2 separate regions of the Sus scrofa genome follow, and region 1 is linked to region 2. A link is a contact called in public HiChIP or PLAC-seq data. All regions are on one chromosome and are shown on one strand. Each heading gives the region's core, a stretch centred on a gene start, on an enhancer-like site or on the middle of the called end of the contact. The rest is flanking DNA. Distances are from core to core; before and after follow the strand shown.

The links. HiChIP or PLAC-seq counts read pairs in DNA pulled down with a chosen protein or histone mark.
Region 1: a contact with region 2 is called in an H3K27ac HiChIP or PLAC-seq map of skeletal muscle. The contact joins the promoter of BOLL here to the promoter of HSPD1 in region 2. A contact is called at or near these places in 1 of 47 Hi-C or Micro-C datasets (embryonic fibroblasts) and 2 of 2 datasets of contacts at active chromatin or transcription factors (alveolar macrophages and skeletal muscle).

What each region holds. Positions count from the first base shown.
Region 1 is chr15:101,600,353-101,604,498 of Sscrofa11.1, forward strand. BOLL (protein boule-like) reads right to left here and starts at 1,880. Exons shown (of 11, transcript XM_021075731.1): 1 at 1,162-1,880. The coding sequence starts at 1,182. It also overlaps a transcript of PLCL1 not described here.
Region 2 is chr15:101,370,452-101,374,751 of Sscrofa11.1, forward strand. HSPD1 (heat shock protein family D (Hsp60) member 1) reads right to left here and starts at 3,047. Exons shown (of 12, transcript NM_001254716.1): 1 at 2,978-3,047; 2 at 1,907-2,082; 3 at 584-836. The coding sequence starts at 2,080. It overlaps HSPE1 (heat shock protein family E (Hsp10) member 1), which reads left to right and starts at 3,568. Exons shown (of 4, transcript NM_214307.1): 1 at 3,568-3,630; 2 at 4,158-4,300. The coding sequence starts at 3,628.

The DNA of each region.
Region 1 (4,146 bases), core at 630-3,129, 230 kb after region 2:
AATTTTGCGAATATATGAAAAGCTCCTAGATGGGTGCGGTTTTGGGGTTAGACATAAGGGTTCTTAGCTTAGTAAAACTTCTAGTACTAAAGAGTTTATTTAAAATTTCCTCCCAAATAATGTGCCCCCTCTGCCTCCGCCACTTGAGAATTAACCTCGAAAACTATCGTCTACTTTGCCGACGAAGACAACAGGAAGAGGGTGGGCTAACCGTCGCAGTCACGGCCTCCGTGCTCCTTCCCCTCCGAGGCCAGAAAGCTGAGGCGCTGGGGGAAACGGCCGCAGCGACAACTTCCTCGGGTTCTCTGGGGTCATCGTGAACTTGAGCACTGACTCGAGGATCCACCCCCTCCCCACCAAAGTGCGGGAGGGAAAAGAAAGCTAGCCAGCGAGAAATTTTGCCCAGCAAATCCGCCAGCAGCAGTGGCGGGAACCCTCGGGAACCCTCAACGGCACCGAGCCTGACGCCGGCCTCGTGTGCATCAGGCCCCGCGGCCCTGGCGTGGAGCGCGCTGATTGGCTGTCGGCGGGTCGCGGGGCGGGGCGCGGCGGCACGTTGCCACAGCGTCTCGGGCCTACTCGGTCTCCCGCCCCTCCCCCGCTAGGCCTGACCAGCTTGGGCGCGCACCCGGTGCTACAGTGTCTGGGTCCCACCTGAGTACAGGTCCTCCCTACCCGGTCCCCCTCAGGTCTCTCAGGCCTTCTGGTCTCCGCTGACCATTCCGGGAGTGGAGGCGTCAGTCGCCCCAGCAACTCCTCCCATGGGCTGCTGGGTGGAGTACCGCTCGAGTGAGCACTGAAGACTCAGCCTAGTCAAGTTTCGGCGGGAAAACTGTTTCTCTAGCCTGGACCCCATCTGGTGCACGGGGCCTAGCCACCCACCGCCTCCCCAAACCTCCTGGCCGTTTCTGAGGTCCCTCAGCCCGTCCACACCTGTCCAGGTCCTTTGGCCACACCCTGCCAACCCCAGGACACAACCCCACAGGCCTACAGGCGGGTTGCTCTTGGTGGAAGTCGATGGGGCTCCCTGTTCACGTTTCTTCCCGATGAACTAGTGGGCTGTAGACTTGCTCTTCCAGCCCCTCACGGACGGAGTCCACGTTGCTTTTTCTCCCCCGCACCCTGGGGCACAGCACCCTAGGCCCTGATCACTGTACTCACCGACCCCGACTCGGTCTCCATCTTTTTCTCCGCTCTTCAAAAGCCGGGTGAGAGGAACAAAACCGTAAAGTTTGAAAGCACCTTCACACCCAGAAGCAGCCCCCCGTTTCCCGACGGAGACTCTCTCCCCCTGGCGGCGACGGCGGCGGTGGCAGCTGCAGCGACTCAGGCTCGGACCCAGGGCCTGAACCTGCCACCCGGGGTGGGGGGGCGGGGGTGGTTGGGGTCGGGCGGGGGGTGGGGGCGGGAGGCAGGCGACCTCGCCTTGGGCGGCGGACAGCGGTGCGGGCGGGCGCAGTAAGCCGGGGAGGGGTGCGGGCGGGTGAGTTTCGGCTGTGGCTGGTGCTCGCTGAGCTGGGCCGTCTCAGCTGCAGAGCGTGCGGCACGTCGGGACGGGAGTGGGGTGTGCGGACCGAGAGCTCGGTTCTGGAGCCACGCTTGCCTGCTTTCGGACGGCTGGGGAGGAGAAAGCGAACGGTTATGCAAAGCTCCATGCACCGAACGCCTTTCCCTCTCCTCTCCTTTGGAGGAAAGTTGGCGTCTGGGACTGGTGAGAGAGGCGGAGGTGACCTCAGGCTTTACTAAAGTGCGAGAAGCCGGCTGAGGGGCGATTTCGGAAGAAGGCTGGTGAGGGGCGAGGAGGCCAGTTTGCCGAGTCAAAGTCTGACCCCCTGGGCCTGACGCGCCAAACTCGGGGGCTCCGGAGAAGCCGCGGACGCCGCTCTGCACCTGTTGTCGCCGTCACTCATCCTCGCTGAGCGGGCGGGGCTGCGCGGGCGGCTTGGCCGAGACTCGCTGCCGCAGCCGTGTCCAGGCTCCGGCGCCCGCCCCAGGCCCGCGCCGGCTGAGCACCGCGGGACCTCCGCTCAGCCTCTGGAGCCGGCCGGTGAGGGAGCCACCCGCGCGCCCGAGGGGTGAGGACTGTGCCACTTGGCTGGAGTGGCTCTAGCCGCCCTGGGATTTCCTTTGAAATAAGACTGTTTTGTAAAAATTATTTCTAAAAGCTAGCTGCCTCTTATATACCTATATCGCCAGTATAGTATATATATATATGTATATATATATATATATATGTAACCCGTATAACCAAGTTCTAAGAGAAACTAGATAAACTTCTGTAACGATGATGATTATAGCTTATCAAGGGCTCGCTTTGTGCCAGCCGCAGTGCTTTACAATCAGTATCATTTAATCATTTTATTTTCACAGAAACCCTTCCAATAGATACTCCTGTATTCATCATGTTACAGGTGAGCAAATGGAGATTTGGAGGTTAAGTAATTTGATCAAGGTCTAAAGCTATAGATTTAACCGGGGTCTTTCTGACAGCAGGTCATGATGTTAACCATTTTGACATAAAATTTTAAAGAATTAGGAGCAACACCTGTCAAAAATTACATCAGTAATAACTTTTGTATTCTCTATTATAAAAGTTTGACTTTGGGTTATTTTACTTTTAGGATATAGAGTTAAATTTGTTATGTATTTAATTTTTACTCTGTTCAAACATTAGCTCTTCATATTATTTGCCAAAAATGGGAAATATTTTTTTTTTCACTGAATGGAGGTCAGTTAAAGCATCCTAAAAGTCTTTATATGTTTGTGCATACAATTTAAGCTTATTTTCTCAGTATCTGTGGGAAACGGAGACTACAAACCTATTAAAAGTAAAATTCATATTCCAGAGGAGAATAACTTTGCTGTTCAGTGCCATTAGACATTATCTTCTTTGGGCATTTTTTTTTTATAGCAGTAATGATGGATTTAGGTAGATATTACTACAGTCTCTTTTGCCCAATCTTTTTTGCCTGAAAACACTTATTTTTGAAGACTGTATTCACCATAGTAGGTGTTCAGTCTGTGACACGCAAGTTGATCAACAACTGAGGGAAGGAACACTAATTCAAGGTGTTAGGATGATACACTGTATTTGCAGTTTGATAATTTTCTTTTCTGCTTTTAACTCTTAATCCTTAAAGCAATTTAAAAAAATTTTAAAATTTAGATACATCATGTAAGATTAGTACTTAGTACATGGTTATAGAGTTCCTATTTTGTCCAATACATCATACTGTGAGACATAAAAAGATGCACAAGATCAAACCTCTGTCCTTGTTTTCAATTTAGAAGGGGAGAAGAGACTATTTTTTTTTTTTTTGGGTCTTTTTTGCCATTTCTTGGGCTGCTTCTGTGGCATATGGAGGTTCCCAGGCTAGGGGTCAGATCGAAGCTATAGCCTCTGGCCTATGCCAGAGCCACAGTAACTTGGGATCCAAGCCAAGTCTGCAACCTACACCACAGCTCACGGCAATGCTGGATTTTTAACCCACTGAGTGAGGCCAGGGATCGAACCCACAACCTCATGGTTCCTAGCTGGATTAACTTCTGCTGTGCCATGATGGGAACTTATCATAGTTTTGATTTGCATTTCTCTAATAGTTAGCAATGTTGAGCATGTTGTACCTCTTGGCTGCTTGTATATTTTCTCTGGAGAAATGTCTGTTTAGGTCTTCGGATCATTTTTTGATTGGGTTTTTATTTTTTTTGTTGTTGAGTGTATGAGCTGTTTGTATATTTTGGAAATTAAGCCCTTGTTGGTCACATCATTTGAGTGTGTTTTCTTCCAGTACATAGGTAGTCTTTTTTGTTATTGAGGTTTGTTTATGGTTTCCGTTGTAGTACAAAAGTTTTACATTTAATTTGTTTCTTTTTAATTTTATTTCTTTTGCCTTGGGAGACATTGGTATGATTTATATCAAAGAATGTTTTACCAATGTTCTCTTCTAGGAGTATGGTGTCATGTCTTATATATATATCTCATGTCTTAGATATTGTATCATGTCTTAGAAATGTAAGTCTTTAAGCCATTTTGTGTTTGTTTTATTTTATTTATTACTCAATGAATTTATTACATTTACAGTTGTACGATGATTATCACAATCCAATTTTATAGGATTTCCATCCCACACCCCCAGCGCATCCACC
Region 2 (4,300 bases), core at 1,797-4,296:
CCCTAACCTGGGAACTTTCATATGCTGCCAGTGTGGCCTTTTGAAAAAAAGCCAAACAAAAACTCTAGGAGTTCCCTGGTGGCTCAGTGGGTTGAGGATCCAATCAGGGACTGTAACTGCTGTGGAGAGGTGTGACTCCAGCCCAAGAACTTCCACATGCCACAGGCACAAAAAACAAGGAAAACTCCATTCTGACATCTTAGGTGACTTGATCTCTCACTTAATCCTAACTTCCACACAACTGCAGTAAAACATCAAACTGTGTATTTTCTCTCTGCTCTAAACCCCATTAAAGTTACTATTTCCAAGGTATACAGTACATGGCATAACTTCCAATAAACTGTTGGTTTGGGGGAGAAAGAAGATAGGGGACAATGACACAGGAATGGATGTCTGGACAAAAGGGAACATCTTAGTCACATTTCCCTCTTTGATACCTAGCCCACCACAAAGGAATTTGATCACTACTCGGTGATTTTTTTAAGGTTTTTAAATGAATTTTCAGGTGAGAGGAAAAATAAGAATAAACTTTCTAATTCAACGGACAGTTCAAAACACTGTGGTAATAACAGACATTCCCTACCTCTCCTGATTTCCACTGGATTAGCACCTTTGCTAATCTTCTCGAAGCCTTCCTTGGCAATAGAGCGTGCCAATACAGTAGCAGTAGTGGTGCCATCCCCAGCCTCTTCGTTTGTGTTATTGGCAACATCTTGCACAAGTTTAGCGCCAATATTTTTATATTTATCTTTTAAGTCAATGGACTTTGCAACAGTCACACCATCTTTTGTCACTTTGGGACTGCCCCAACTCTGTTCAATTATCACCGTCCTTCCCTGTAATTGTAGAGAAAAAAAAAAATGTGACAGATTCACACTCTTAAGTACATAAAAGCAGTTCTTATAATAGACAATTACTTGAAAGCCTCAATGCAACACCTGACATTTATCAGATCTACATCATGAACCTTAAGAGCAAGTTTATCATCGTTCTTAGTTTACAGATAAAATGACCTCTGTTTTGAAGTGCAAAACCTTGGATTAGATGTTACAGGAGATAAAATTGAAAGAAAAAAAAGATATCATTTTATAAAAAGAAAACAAGATAAACCAATACCAATTGGCAGATAATGAAATTATAGAAAAATCTTCACATAATTTAAACTCAAGTTTAGTCCAGTGCCTACTACCTACAACAGTAATGTGAAAACTTACTTTTGAAGCATCACTCTACCTTGAAGGATCCTCAAAAAGGCTTTTTCAGGGGTTCCCTTGGTGGCTCAGTGCTAACGAACCCAACCAGTATCCATGAGAACCCAGGTTCGATCCCTTGCCTCACTCAGTGGGTTAAGGATCTGGCGTTGCCCAAAGGTGTGGTGTAGGTTGCAGATGCAGCTCCAATTTGACCCCCTAGCCTGGGAAATTCCACATGTCGAGGGTTTGGCCCTAAAAAGACCAAAAAAAGAAAAAAAAAAATCTTTTTTGAAATTACTCATTACCCCCTCACTCATCAATCACTTGTTAAACTAGACTTAAAATTTTAAATGTGCTTTGGAACAGAAGGGATAGCATAAAAACATCAAGTAAAACTAGTAGCTACAAGCACATACTTAAGGCATTGTGGACTAACATTTTTCCCTGTATACTTGGTACTAACTACTGAGAAAGGATCCAAAATTTAACTCAAGCAAGAAAGTGAGATTCATTCCACCTTGAGTTTAACAATCCATCTTGAGCTACAAGTTACCATCCGATTACATCACACCTTGTACAAAATAGTTTGGCAAATGTGGCAGCAGTAGTTTTGGATACCAAAGCACTGTTGAGTATCTTGGCGTGGCTCTTGCCATCAGCAAAACAGGATTCCTTAACAATACTGTAAGTTAACAAAATAAGAATACTGGTACCTTTGGCCCCATAGTAACGGCTACAGCATCCGCTAAAAGATCTACACCTTGAAGCATTAAGGCTCGAGCATCTGCACCAAATTTTACATCTTTGGCATAAGCCCGAGTGAGATGAGGAGCCAGTGCCCTGGACACCGGCCTAATCTGACGAAGGACTGCGGGTAATCGAAGCATTTCTGGGGGAGAAACAAGTAGATCGTCAGTACAATATTAGCACTACCCGTGGTGTGTTACAACACAAACATGACCCTCGTGAAACAGAATAAATGCCAGAAGTGAGCTGAGCTGACCTCACCTCTACCAGCCTAGACACCAGGGCTTGGGAACACACCACAGCCTCAGAACACCCGCTACTGGCGCAAGCTTTAAGAGGCCGCCCCAAGCCTTGACCTACAGCACTAGCAAAAAGCACATCCATCTTCCCCATGGCCACCAACTCTTGACGCTGAAAAACGAGTTAATCTTTCACCGCTAAAGTGGCCTTGAGAGCAAAACCGCGCCGATCGTCTCCCGAAAAACGAATGACCAGGGAAGTAAAAAATACTGACAGTGCAAATATCCTTATTAAAATGGTTCTTCATGTATCCACTCGGGGCTACTGTATCATTGCAGCAGGCAAAGCCGCGAAACTGGGGGCGGCGGCCCGGCCCACTCCGCGTGGCCCCACGTGTCTTTCCATCAGGACGCCCCAGCAAGGTCAAAGTTGGAGGCGCGGCACCCCAGCTGGCCGCAGGGTCACAGGCCGTTGCCATGGGCTGCGACCACCCTCCAGGGAACCCCCACACCCGGCCAGAAGCGGATTGCACCGGAGGAACCATGTGCATAACACTCCACAGATTACACACTAACTCCGGGACAAGCCCTCCCTGCTGCGTCCTGCCCGGGCGAGCTATCCACACCGCACGTGATGGGCCCCCGCAAGGACCCACGAGGCCTGGCGCAGCGGGCCTGGGCCTGCAGCGCCGTGTGGGGAAGCTCTGGCTCTTGCCGCCAGCCCTCTCGGGGCAGCAGTCGAAGGACGGCTCCGGGGTCCGAGGCGCATGAGTTGAGGCGGCGCGGGACGCCGCGTACCTGCGGGGCAGCGGCACGGCGTGCGGGCAGCGAGACGGACCGTCGGCGGCGAGTGAGGGACAGAGTGCAAGGCGCACACAGCAAAGAGCCCGTGTCTCCTCCCTCCGCCGTTCCCCCCGCCCCTCCGCAGAGCGCGTGCGGGCGGCTCCCGCCCTCTTCCCGTCCGCTCGGGCCCTGCAATCTGCACGCGCCTGGCACCAGTCCCGCCCCTCCCCGCCCGCGCTAGTCCAGGCCGGCGGACTCAGCCCTCCCTGGCCGAGTTAGGCTAGTTCCCGGGCTGCGCGCCGTTCCAGAACTTTCCGGGGAGGGCCGCGCTCTGTGTGGGTCAAGGGTCACAGCGCGTCATTTCCGGGAGGGGGGCAAAGGGCTAGTATTTTCACCTCGCCCGGCGGCCTAGAAAAGCCTAGAAAAAGCTCGTCTTTTCTTCCGCCTCCGGGTCCGCGCGTCAGTGACCTGCGCAGATCCCAAGAGACGAATCGCGGCGCGCGCGGGTGCGGCCGCCCCCTCTAGCGGGGAGGGGCTGGGGGCGGGGGCGAGCGCGCCTGCGCGCTCGGCGGCCTTTTCCCGAGTTCACGTGGACGGAGGGCAGTACTGCAGGTCTTTCCTTGCGGCGGCTTGAGAGCAGGCTAGCAGTTGCGGTGGCCGGGGTCATGGTGAGTCCCGCGTGGCTGGGGACCCGTGAGCCTGGGGCGCACGGACTATTTCTTTGGGGCCTAGCAGGCAGGGTAGGGGTCAGTCAGGGACCGGTCCCCACCCGAATCCTGGAGAAGCGAGGCCCCACCGACCTTTTCCCTATGCTTTGGGTTATTTGCACGCGCGTGTGAGACAGCGTGTGGTCAGGGGGCGGGAATCCGGATGCACACGCGGCGGCGGCCGATCCACTTCTGCGCGGCATTAGTGGGTGTGTAATTGTCGTGGAAAAAGAATGTCTTCAGACAAAGGGACTAAAATGTTTGCCGGCAGTTTCCAGAAAAATCCGAGGACGGAGGATACTTGACCTTGGAGTAATCTGAAGTTGCCCTTAAGTTCCTCTGGATATTGACCAGAGGTGCTACGACGACCCTGACAGACCCAGGGAATGGGAAGTTAAACTCAGAACGCAGAGCTGAAGATTCAGAAGTATTTACTTTGAGTTAATAGACTCAATGTTGGCATTGTCTAATATTTTTTTTTTCTGCAGGCAGGACAAGCATTTAGAAAGTTTCTTCCTCTCTTTGATCGAGTATTAGTTGAAAGAAGTGCAGCTGAAACGGTAACCAAAGGAGGCATTATGCTTCCAGAAAAATCTCAAGGAAAAGTATTGCAAGCAACCGTAGTAGCTGT